Linked DNA regions of Zea mays: regions 1 and 2 are each linked to region 3. Evidence: chromatin contacts called from public Hi-C data. All regions are on one chromosome and are shown on one strand. The core of a region is the stretch at or near the end of the contact, and the rest is flanking DNA. Distances in the headings are between cores, read along the strand shown. Region 1 has its middle 19 kb from the start of LOC109940444. Region 2 holds the start of LOC100282850 (iron-sulfur assembly protein IscA). Region 3 holds the start of LOC100283590.

What was found. A called contact is a pair of places that touch in the nucleus more often than the background predicts.
Region 1: a Hi-C map of bundle sheath shows a contact between it and region 3, with 4 times the contacts expected there. The contact joins the enhancer-like site here to the promoter of LOC100283590 in region 3. A contact is called at or near these places in 2 of 25 Hi-C or Micro-C datasets (bundle sheath and ear).
Region 2: a Hi-C map of tassel shows a contact between it and region 3, with 2.0 times the contacts expected there. The contact joins the promoter of LOC100282850 here to the promoter of LOC100283590 in region 3. A contact is called at or near these places in 6 of 25 Hi-C or Micro-C datasets (bundle sheath, ear, leaf and 3 more).

What each region holds. Positions count from the first base shown.
Region 1 is chr6:80,279,092-80,281,808 of Zm-B73-REFERENCE-NAM-5.0, reverse strand. No RefSeq gene overlaps it. Among protein-coding and RNA genes, the nearest start is that of LOC109940444, 19 kb to the right of the region's middle. Within about 2 kb of position 1,333, at least 18 of the 20 cell types and tissues checked have an H3K27ac peak or open chromatin away from gene starts, as enhancers often do. A contact at or near this core is called in bundle sheath and ear, where this site is marked.
Region 2 is chr6:80,902,905-80,905,769 of Zm-B73-REFERENCE-NAM-5.0, reverse strand. LOC100282850 (iron-sulfur assembly protein IscA) reads right to left here and starts at 1,504. Exons shown (of 3, transcript NM_001371885.1): 1 at 1,166-1,504; 2 at 1-139. The coding sequence starts at 1,337.
Region 3 is chr6:80,614,946-80,618,011 of Zm-B73-REFERENCE-NAM-5.0, reverse strand. It overlaps LOC100283590, which reads right to left and starts at 1,251. Exons shown (of 7, transcript NM_001156491.1): 1 at 1,064-1,251; 2 at 1-96. The coding sequence starts at 38.

The sequences.
Region 1 (2,717 bases), core at 84-2,583, 340 kb after region 3:
ATAATAGTAGGAATTTCTTCGACTTTAGCTATTCAGGAAATAATAATAAGAGTTATTTTTATGTGTTTTATTAGTGAAGCATATTGCCCTTTTTTCTTTACACATGCTAAGTAAACATAAGAAATTATGCATTATGTTGGAGTTTACTGGTTTGTGCACTGATTTGAGAAATTAAAAATTTGAAGTTTCAACTTGGTGGGATTTTTATTTGAAACATGAAGAATTACAATAGAATAGCAAACAGAAAATAAAAGAAATAGAAAATAAAAAAAAGATAGGAAAGGGAGTGCGCCGACTGGGCCTTGCCGTTGGTTTTGGCCCACAAGGTCTCCCGCGCGCGGCTCAACTCCACTGACCAGCACCGATACCCTAATCCCACATGCCAGCCACTCCGTCGCGTGCCGCGCGCCTTTCTCCCTTCTCGGCGCTGACTTGTGGGACCAGTCTATCAGCGCTCATCGCCCTCTCCGCAACAAACCAGTCGTTCTCTCCGCGTGCCTCATTACGTGACCCTGGCAAGTGGGGCCCAGTGACCAGGTCGTTCGTCTCAACTACCCTGACCGAAGCTACGGGCGTAACAATCGCCACACTGACCCTGGATTTCGCGCTTGGTCGAGGCAACCCGCCTTGGGTTGCCTAGACTTGGCCTCCGGGCTATAAAACGAACCAGACCTCACGTTCCCCCGTCCGTTTACGTCTCCGCCGTGAAGTCACAGCCATTGGTATGCTGGAAGGGAGGAGTGATCCACGGCGGGAGGTGGAGATCCATCTGTGCAGCTGGTGGAGAGATCTGAAGCCGCCAAGAAGAGTTGCCTAGACCGTCCACACCTGCTCGTGGCCTTTCCGTGCGGTGATTGCCTCTGACCTATCCAGGATTTCTCGCCGGCGTTGAAGATCAATCGCGGGAAATCCGTGTGCCGTGGCCAGCTCGGGCACGCCTTCTCCACCGATGAGCCTCGTACCCATGAATTTTGACTTACCGTTCTTCACATGTAGCTCCGTTCTAATCGGAGTTTAGGGAGTTGTGCACCGGGATGGCCATCTCCGGCCACGGCCTCCGCCGTATGGGGCACAGCTCCGTCGCTCGGCGTCGTCGGTTTGGAGCTGATGCACGACCGCCGTTGGATTTCCATCCAGCGCCTAGGATTAGATCGGAGGAAAATGAGTTGTGAACCGTAGATTCTAGAGCATACGATTCAGATGTGATAGCACATACCCTTCGTCGCATAGAAATCTTGCTGTTGGATCCCATGCGAGCGGTCTGGATCTGATAGTGCTATACCGATTCGGTGGTGTGATCCGGGCCGTTGATCTGACATCGATCGGATCTAAGCTGTTATCCTATAGGTAAAATGTGGGCCATTGATCTCGAATCGGACGGCCTCAGCCGCGTAACGCTTGGTTCCATCCACAATCTAATGTGTGCCTTCGGTATTAGATCGGACGGCTAAGACCTTAAGATACTCCAGTCCGACATTATTGCAAAAGAGCCCCTTGGGTTATTACAAATAAACTCGCTGTCCACCCGTGCGGTAAGAAGATTATGCAACAGTCCCTGAAAATTGCAAATAAATCCCTAGAGCTCGATTTTAGTTTTAAAAATGACTTAAAACTCATTTAATCCATATATTGCTCGTTTTAACTCCGATTTAGTTCGTTCAAGTCGCGTTAGCTTCATAAAAATATTTCCTACGCTTTAACAACATCATATGCACCATAGCCCATATATTTATAATTCGATAGTGTGCAATCTATATCTGGTAGATTAACTCTACTAATCTAGGCTAATCTATCTATAATTATAATCTGATTAAAATCCCTAATCAAGTTATAGTTTTGATTAAAGTGGAATTAATTATTTCTTTGGATTATCTTTCTCATATGATTTATAAAATCAAGATAAGACCTAGTTTTAATTTCCTAATCACAAAAGTCTTATAAAAGCCATATCTTTTCAACTATAACTCTAATTTTAGTAGTTCTCGAACCTACGATCTCGTAGCAACGTATAGAATATTCCTACATAGTTTGTTCTTATGTTTGGTGTAATGTTATTTTTATGTACTCCTGGCCTATTTGTTTGTATTGCTACGAGTAGCGGCGAGGTCACGAGAAACCCGAAGACCAACTTGGTGAAGTACCTGGATTCGCAAGTCATAAGCAAATTGTGCCCTTGATCACTCTTCTTTACCTAATAATGTTCCTGTTAATAACTGTGACATGCTCAGGTTAATTTGATGGGACCTAATAGGTTTCCCTAGTATTGTTTATCCCACACCTTTCAAACAAATGAAATATTGGGTAGATTTGCTATTGCTCTACCTGGTTTTGGGAAATTAATGTTATATATGATCATGTTCCATTAATACTATTGGTTTAAGTACTATTCATGAGAAGATTATTGTATTAATTGGAACATGGAGAACCACCCGGGAAAATAGTGCTACCACAAGGGTGGAATGGGATGCCCTTGGCCAAGTAGTTAGGAAAGCTAGAGAGAGATTACCTTACCCGAAAGGGGCAAGCGGGGAGGCACCACTGTAGAGTATAGGGAGGTCCTGGGGTCGAACTGTCCATAAAGATTTTTGGACGAGGGATTTCTATGCTTCCTTCTTTCTGAATCTGTAGCGATTTTTCTCGAACTAGTTTAACTTTGGAAAGGCCTAGTAGTGCTACCATGCCTCGTCTCCTCGGTAGAGATGAATGGGAAGTCGCGA
Region 2 (2,865 bases), core at 255-2,754, 290 kb before region 3:
GAGCATCCACCCTGTTTCACTCCAATTCTCAAGCACAAAACTTCATTCCGTTCAGCTCTCATTTGGTTCAGATGTTTCAAGGCCTTTTCAGTCAATGAAATTGCTGGAGCAATGCTACCAGATGTTGCTGTTGCCGCCGCTGCAAAATATTATCGATCATTGACTTCATGTTAAATGGAGCATGAGCATGATTTTGCGTCATGTTAAACGTTGCCTTTTTTGTTGTTGTTATTGGAAACATGAGCATATGAGTGACATGAAATAAATAATTGAAGTCCATTTCAATCTATAGCTCCACGGTTGTATTTGGAGGCAGGAAAAATGCTTACGGATCAATGTTGTGCTCACAACAACAACAACAAAGCCTTTTAGTCCCAAGCAAGTTGGGATAGACTAGAGTTGAAACCCAACAGAAACCACAAGCCAAGGTTCAGGCACAGATGTTGTGTTCATGTTAACAATTTATTTTTGAAGTTTCGTCTGGCCTACCAAATACCAATAATGAACACCAGAAACAAAATGCTTACTAGGTTGTGAGTATTGTATTTTAACATTACATACAGCTTTAGAAAGGGGAAATTTTACTTGTGGCTTGAAGAATGAAACAAGATCAAGGTAACCCCAAGTAAAACTGTCATGTAGCACAATCCTTGTGATTTATATATTGTAAGACGTACTACTTGGGAACTAGCAGTGAAGTTTAAACCTCTGTCATTCAAGGATAAATTGAATGCGGATAACCTGGCAATGAAAGAAACAAGGTCCAAACTGCCAAGCATTGAACTGAGCAACTAGGGTAGCCATTAGCCAAGAGAAAAGCTAATTCATATTAACGCGATAAGGCAATAGTATACTGTGATATGCGTGCTTAATTGGAATTCTGTTAGAATACATATCTTATACTACTGCTGACAGCCGATTTAAAGCACTTAATAATTTCTGCGGCTACGAAGCTAAGCTTGCTCTGAAAGAGTCTTGCACGTAATATATTCATATCGACTATCGTCCATGTGGCTGTGACCGTGTCCAAAAGCTAGAGAGAGCATCATGGATCAAACAGAGTTCAGTTTTCATACGTCTCCACAACCCAAGCCCAAATCCTTTGCCACGAGCATAACTTCTAATTGTGGCGCGGGGGAAATAAACACCCGGGTTGACCACGGACCTGGAGGCGTGGGGGCGCGGAGAGAGACGGCCGCTCTGCTGGCGCCGCCGTCGGCGCCGCGGGGGAAGCGGATCGAGGAGGCGGGGGAGGATGAGGAAACGGCGAGGTGGGGCCGCGCGGTGCCGGCGGGGCGACCGAGGAGGGGGCGGGACGTGGCGGAGGCGAGCGCCATGGCTGATTCGTGTCTTTGGTTGGGGGAAGAAGCAGGCGACGCGGCGAGAGAAGGAAACCAGCCGAGGAAGCAACAGGAAGAAAGATCTGGTGAGGTGGTGCGTGGTGGTCAGCGCCTCAGCGGTGCACCCAGATTCTTGGAGGCTTCAAGCATTTTCGCATCGGGCTATACGGCCCACAGGGTGCTGGCAGCTTTGAATTTTTTGTTTTATTTTGAAAAAATATTTCTAAAAAACGTTTGAGAAAAAAAAATTACACCCGTCTAATATGGCAGGGCACATACAACAATACGCCGTCTTTAAATAGTCACGTAAGCAATAATTAAAAGAAAATTCCAACATAAACGCTTGTAATTCTCTAAATTTCGGGTATAATTTTTTTTTCATACTCATTATAATCAGAATATCATCAACGTATCATAAATGTTCTCATCATGTTCATTGATTAAAGTAAAGCAGTAGCATGATACTACTCAAAATAACCAATTCCCAAAGGATAACCTAGGGCAGGAGGAACAGAACACTAGTCCATCCTTAGGTTGATCATGATATGCAGGACAATAAATTATAAAGTAAATAGGACATAATGGGTCAGAGTACACTTGCCTTCACCATGTTGCTGTTCAGGGACGTCTCCTGCAACACACTCGGAAACCTCGGACTGCTCGTTGTCTACGCAAAGCAATCATTCATTCAACGTGCTTGGAGAATGACAAGAGAACAGTACACCAAACATATGCAACAGTGTGAACACATGTTCAATAAAAGGGGTAAGACACACAGGTGCAATCTAGGTTTTGGGGTAGATCACTATGTCGAGTGGTCTATTGTTCTCTAACTAAGTCTATCTCAGTAAATTACTTACCTAAATAAACTTATTCTCGGGATGGGGTCATACATTAAATGAGGTTAGGTCTACAAATTTAAGCACTTGAATATTCACTAGGGTTTTATCTTTTATTTTACCTTTAATAAATATTCTATAACCTTACACTAACCTAGAGACTAACCACAAAATTGAGACATGGAAACAATGAATGAATATAATTTAAACAGATAGAAAATAAGATAATGAACATTTTGCAATTTGAACCATCCAATTTGGAGTTCATATGCAAAAGTTATGAAATTTACAAGTTTTAGAATTCAAAACCCTAAATTAAACCTATTTCTGTGATTATAATAAAAGTCCAAGGGTCTCTCTGCAAGAAACCAGGAACTCAGGCACAAGAAAACCGGACTGGGGGTTGATTTCTAAGAATCCGAGGGGCTATTTAACAGATTTACCAGGCGAAGGGGTAAGGGGCGTTCTCGGTCGTCCGATCTCATATCAACGACCGAAAACCGATCTCGCGGAAGAGCGAGCGCGCGGGCGAGCACTAACAGGCGGGCCAGGGCAGTCAGTGGCTCGGGGGCGAGGGCGGGCTGACCAGTCCGGCCCAGCGTCAGGGGTGCAGGCGACCGGCGAGTGGGATCCAGGGGCAGGGGGCACGCGAGAACATGTACCTAGTGATATGGGCCGCTTGATCG
Region 3 (3,066 bases), core at 2-2,501:
CCAGGGAAGAAGGCTGAGGCAGCAAGGGAGCCAGCCATGGCTCAACCGTGCTTTAGGATTCAATGAAGCCGATGTCTCAGCACTCGAAATGCCAACCTGAAGAAATAATCAACAAAAACAGAAGCTTTTGTGAGAAGGTGTATGTATTCACCATTTTTTACAAGAAAGCACCACAGTTTTCCCCTATTTTCCATTGCATTCTCGTGAATAAGACCTTGAAAGGAACACAACAACCACGGTTCTCCCCTATTTTCCATTGCATTCTCGTGAATAAGACATCGAAAGGAACACGGCTGTTGTGTGACTGTGATGGTTAAAATTTTCCAGTTTCGGGCAGAAAGGAGCAATGGACATTTACATTTTTTATACAGAAATATGAGAACGCACTCAATTTTCTCAAATTAATTAGAAGACAGGCATAGGCCACCGGATCCAGGCATCCAACTGCTGAAGACGTACCTTTTCGGGCAAAGCAAGGCCACCACCAAAGAACACTGGAACCAGCTGCGCCCATACGAATCGGTTCGAAAGCGAGGGTCACTGCCCCACCATTAGAAAGCATTTCAACTACGGCCACCACCACAAGTTTTGGGGGGTGGGAGGCCAACAAATGCCTACTAGGCCAGAGAAATCCAACCAACCTTCTCTCTGGTCTGGAAACAGCTCAAGCCAGTTGGCCGGGACGCCGGGCCATGTTTCCAACCGAATAAAACGAATCAAAAGCTCCAGTTTTTTTCCAGCTAAGAACAGAAGCGCATTGCCGGCAAATCCACAGCATCCCAACACCCTAAACTACGCCATTGTTCGTGCCCAATTCAGGCCAGGCACAACACCCACCTTAAAACCATACATTTCGCCCGTGACCCCCGTCAATTTCCGCAAATTTGAACACACACAAGAAAAACCCGACGGTTTAAAAAAATCCCTCATCACCAGCAGCATTAGGGCGCCGATAGAACTCCGCACGAAACCGCCAGATCTACCCACGAAACCGGAATGCGGCCCGAAATCCACCGCCCCCACGCCCTGGAAACTCGTAGCACGCAGATCGTCGGGAACTCACCGTGCGCCCCCGCGAGGAACGAGCCGCTGCGCTCGAGCGGATTAGATACGGGCGGATCGGACTTGTGGCCTCCCGCTCCTCCTTGGGCTCGCCACCTCACACACGTGAGAGAGGTGGTGGGAAGAGAGAGGGGGGTGAGCTTTTTCTTTCCTCCCTCTGTTTTCTCTGAAAAAAGGCGGCCACGAAGCAGAGCCGTAAGTGGCAAACGCATGGAGATATATATACACACATGGACACGGGTCGAGCATACGGTGATGTGCAAGGACGACAATGCCCCTAGGGCCGATCAGGGCAGCGGAACCAGGTGGGCCCGGATTCCATTATTGATCCAATTTTTTTTCTGCTGCTTTTCCTTGTTCTAGCTGTCCGACGGTTCTACACGAAATTTGGGTGGTACAGCAAAGAAAGCGATGCACCATGATCGTGGAACAGGTAAGACAGAATGACCGATTGGTGATCGTTTTAGGAGTAGCTAATTTAGACCATTCTCGGTGCTATATTTTATGGGATGATTTCCAAAAAATGTCATGTCATCTTTGATTGCATCGGGCAATGAATAAAATTGCTATCCTCAAAGCATAGTTTGGTTGCGTAGTCAGCGGTAGTCAGCTGTGTTTGAATGCACTAAATTTAATAATTAACGGCTAAAATTAGTTGGAAATATCTAAACATTCTAGTTAAAAATTTAGCTATTAACTATTTTTAGTAAATTAAATAATAGTTAGGTAGTCAATTCTACTATCAATTTTTTATCTAACTAGATATTAGCTCTAATGCATGGTGGTGTTTGAATGCAGCTAATAGTTAGTGGCTAAAATTAGCTATATTCATCCAAACACTCTAGCTAATATTTTAGCTATTAGCTATTTTTAGTAAATTAGCTATTAGTTAGAGCAGCTCCAACAGACAGGTTTAAAAATCATTCGATCGGCAAAAAAAACATAAAACCCGTGAAAACCGAATCTAGGAGCTCTTCTTCAACCTCGCTTTCGCCATCTCGCTCGGCATCGCTCTCCGTCGCTAGCCAATTTTGTCGAGTTGTTGTGTCTCGCAAAATCGCCATATCCCACCCCCGCGCTCTCCCAGCCATCCCATTCCCGCGCCCTCTCGCCCGATCTCCCGCCCTCCCGTCCGATCTCCCGCCCTCCCTGTACCGCCCCCGCGCTCTCCCAGCCATCCCGTTCCCGCGCCCTCCCGCCCGATCTCCCGCCCTCCCTGTACCGCCCCCGTGCTTTCCCGCCCATGCGCGTTGTACCCGTCCGCGATAGTACAGGTCGCGCCGCCGCAATCTTCAATTGCCCAGTCGATGCCATGTTCTGGCCACCGCGACCTCGTGCAATGGAGACAGCACAAACTGGGATGTGCACCGGATCTGCAGAGAGCGTCCATGTTTCCCAGTTTCTCCAACAAAGGCTGGAACAAGAGACAAGTCACCTAGAGGGAGAATTTGATGAATCCACTGCTGGATCGTTGCATCATCGGGTGGTTCCTGTAACAATTGAGGATCAGCTGGCAGAGGATGTGCCAAATGGTACTCAATTTGGCGATACGAGGCCTTCACTGCTATGTTGGTCCAACTAATCAATTTGATCCTGTGTGTTCATTTTGCACAAACATATGTATTACATGAAGTTGAGATACCTCCATTTGCGTTATGTTGACATGGTACTTAATCCAATTATGTATGCTGAAACTAACATTTTAAGAATTGTGATAGCTTCATATGGTAACTACAATGAATTAAATAACATTAGTACATGCTTGCAACTTATTTCAAAACTTGTTCTCTTGAGTTCCCCTGCTTTAAACAATGGTATTATTGAGATTGTCATGAACTCGGATGAATGCTTGCTGTCGGTGGGGAAATCCACCGGCCGGGTGGCGGAACGCACCCACCCTAATCCTAAGATGAGGAGGGGGCCTAAGCGGTTGCCTGTTTGGTGAATTCGGGATGAACACACGAGGACACGAGGGATTATAGTGGTTCAGGCCGCCGGAGCGTA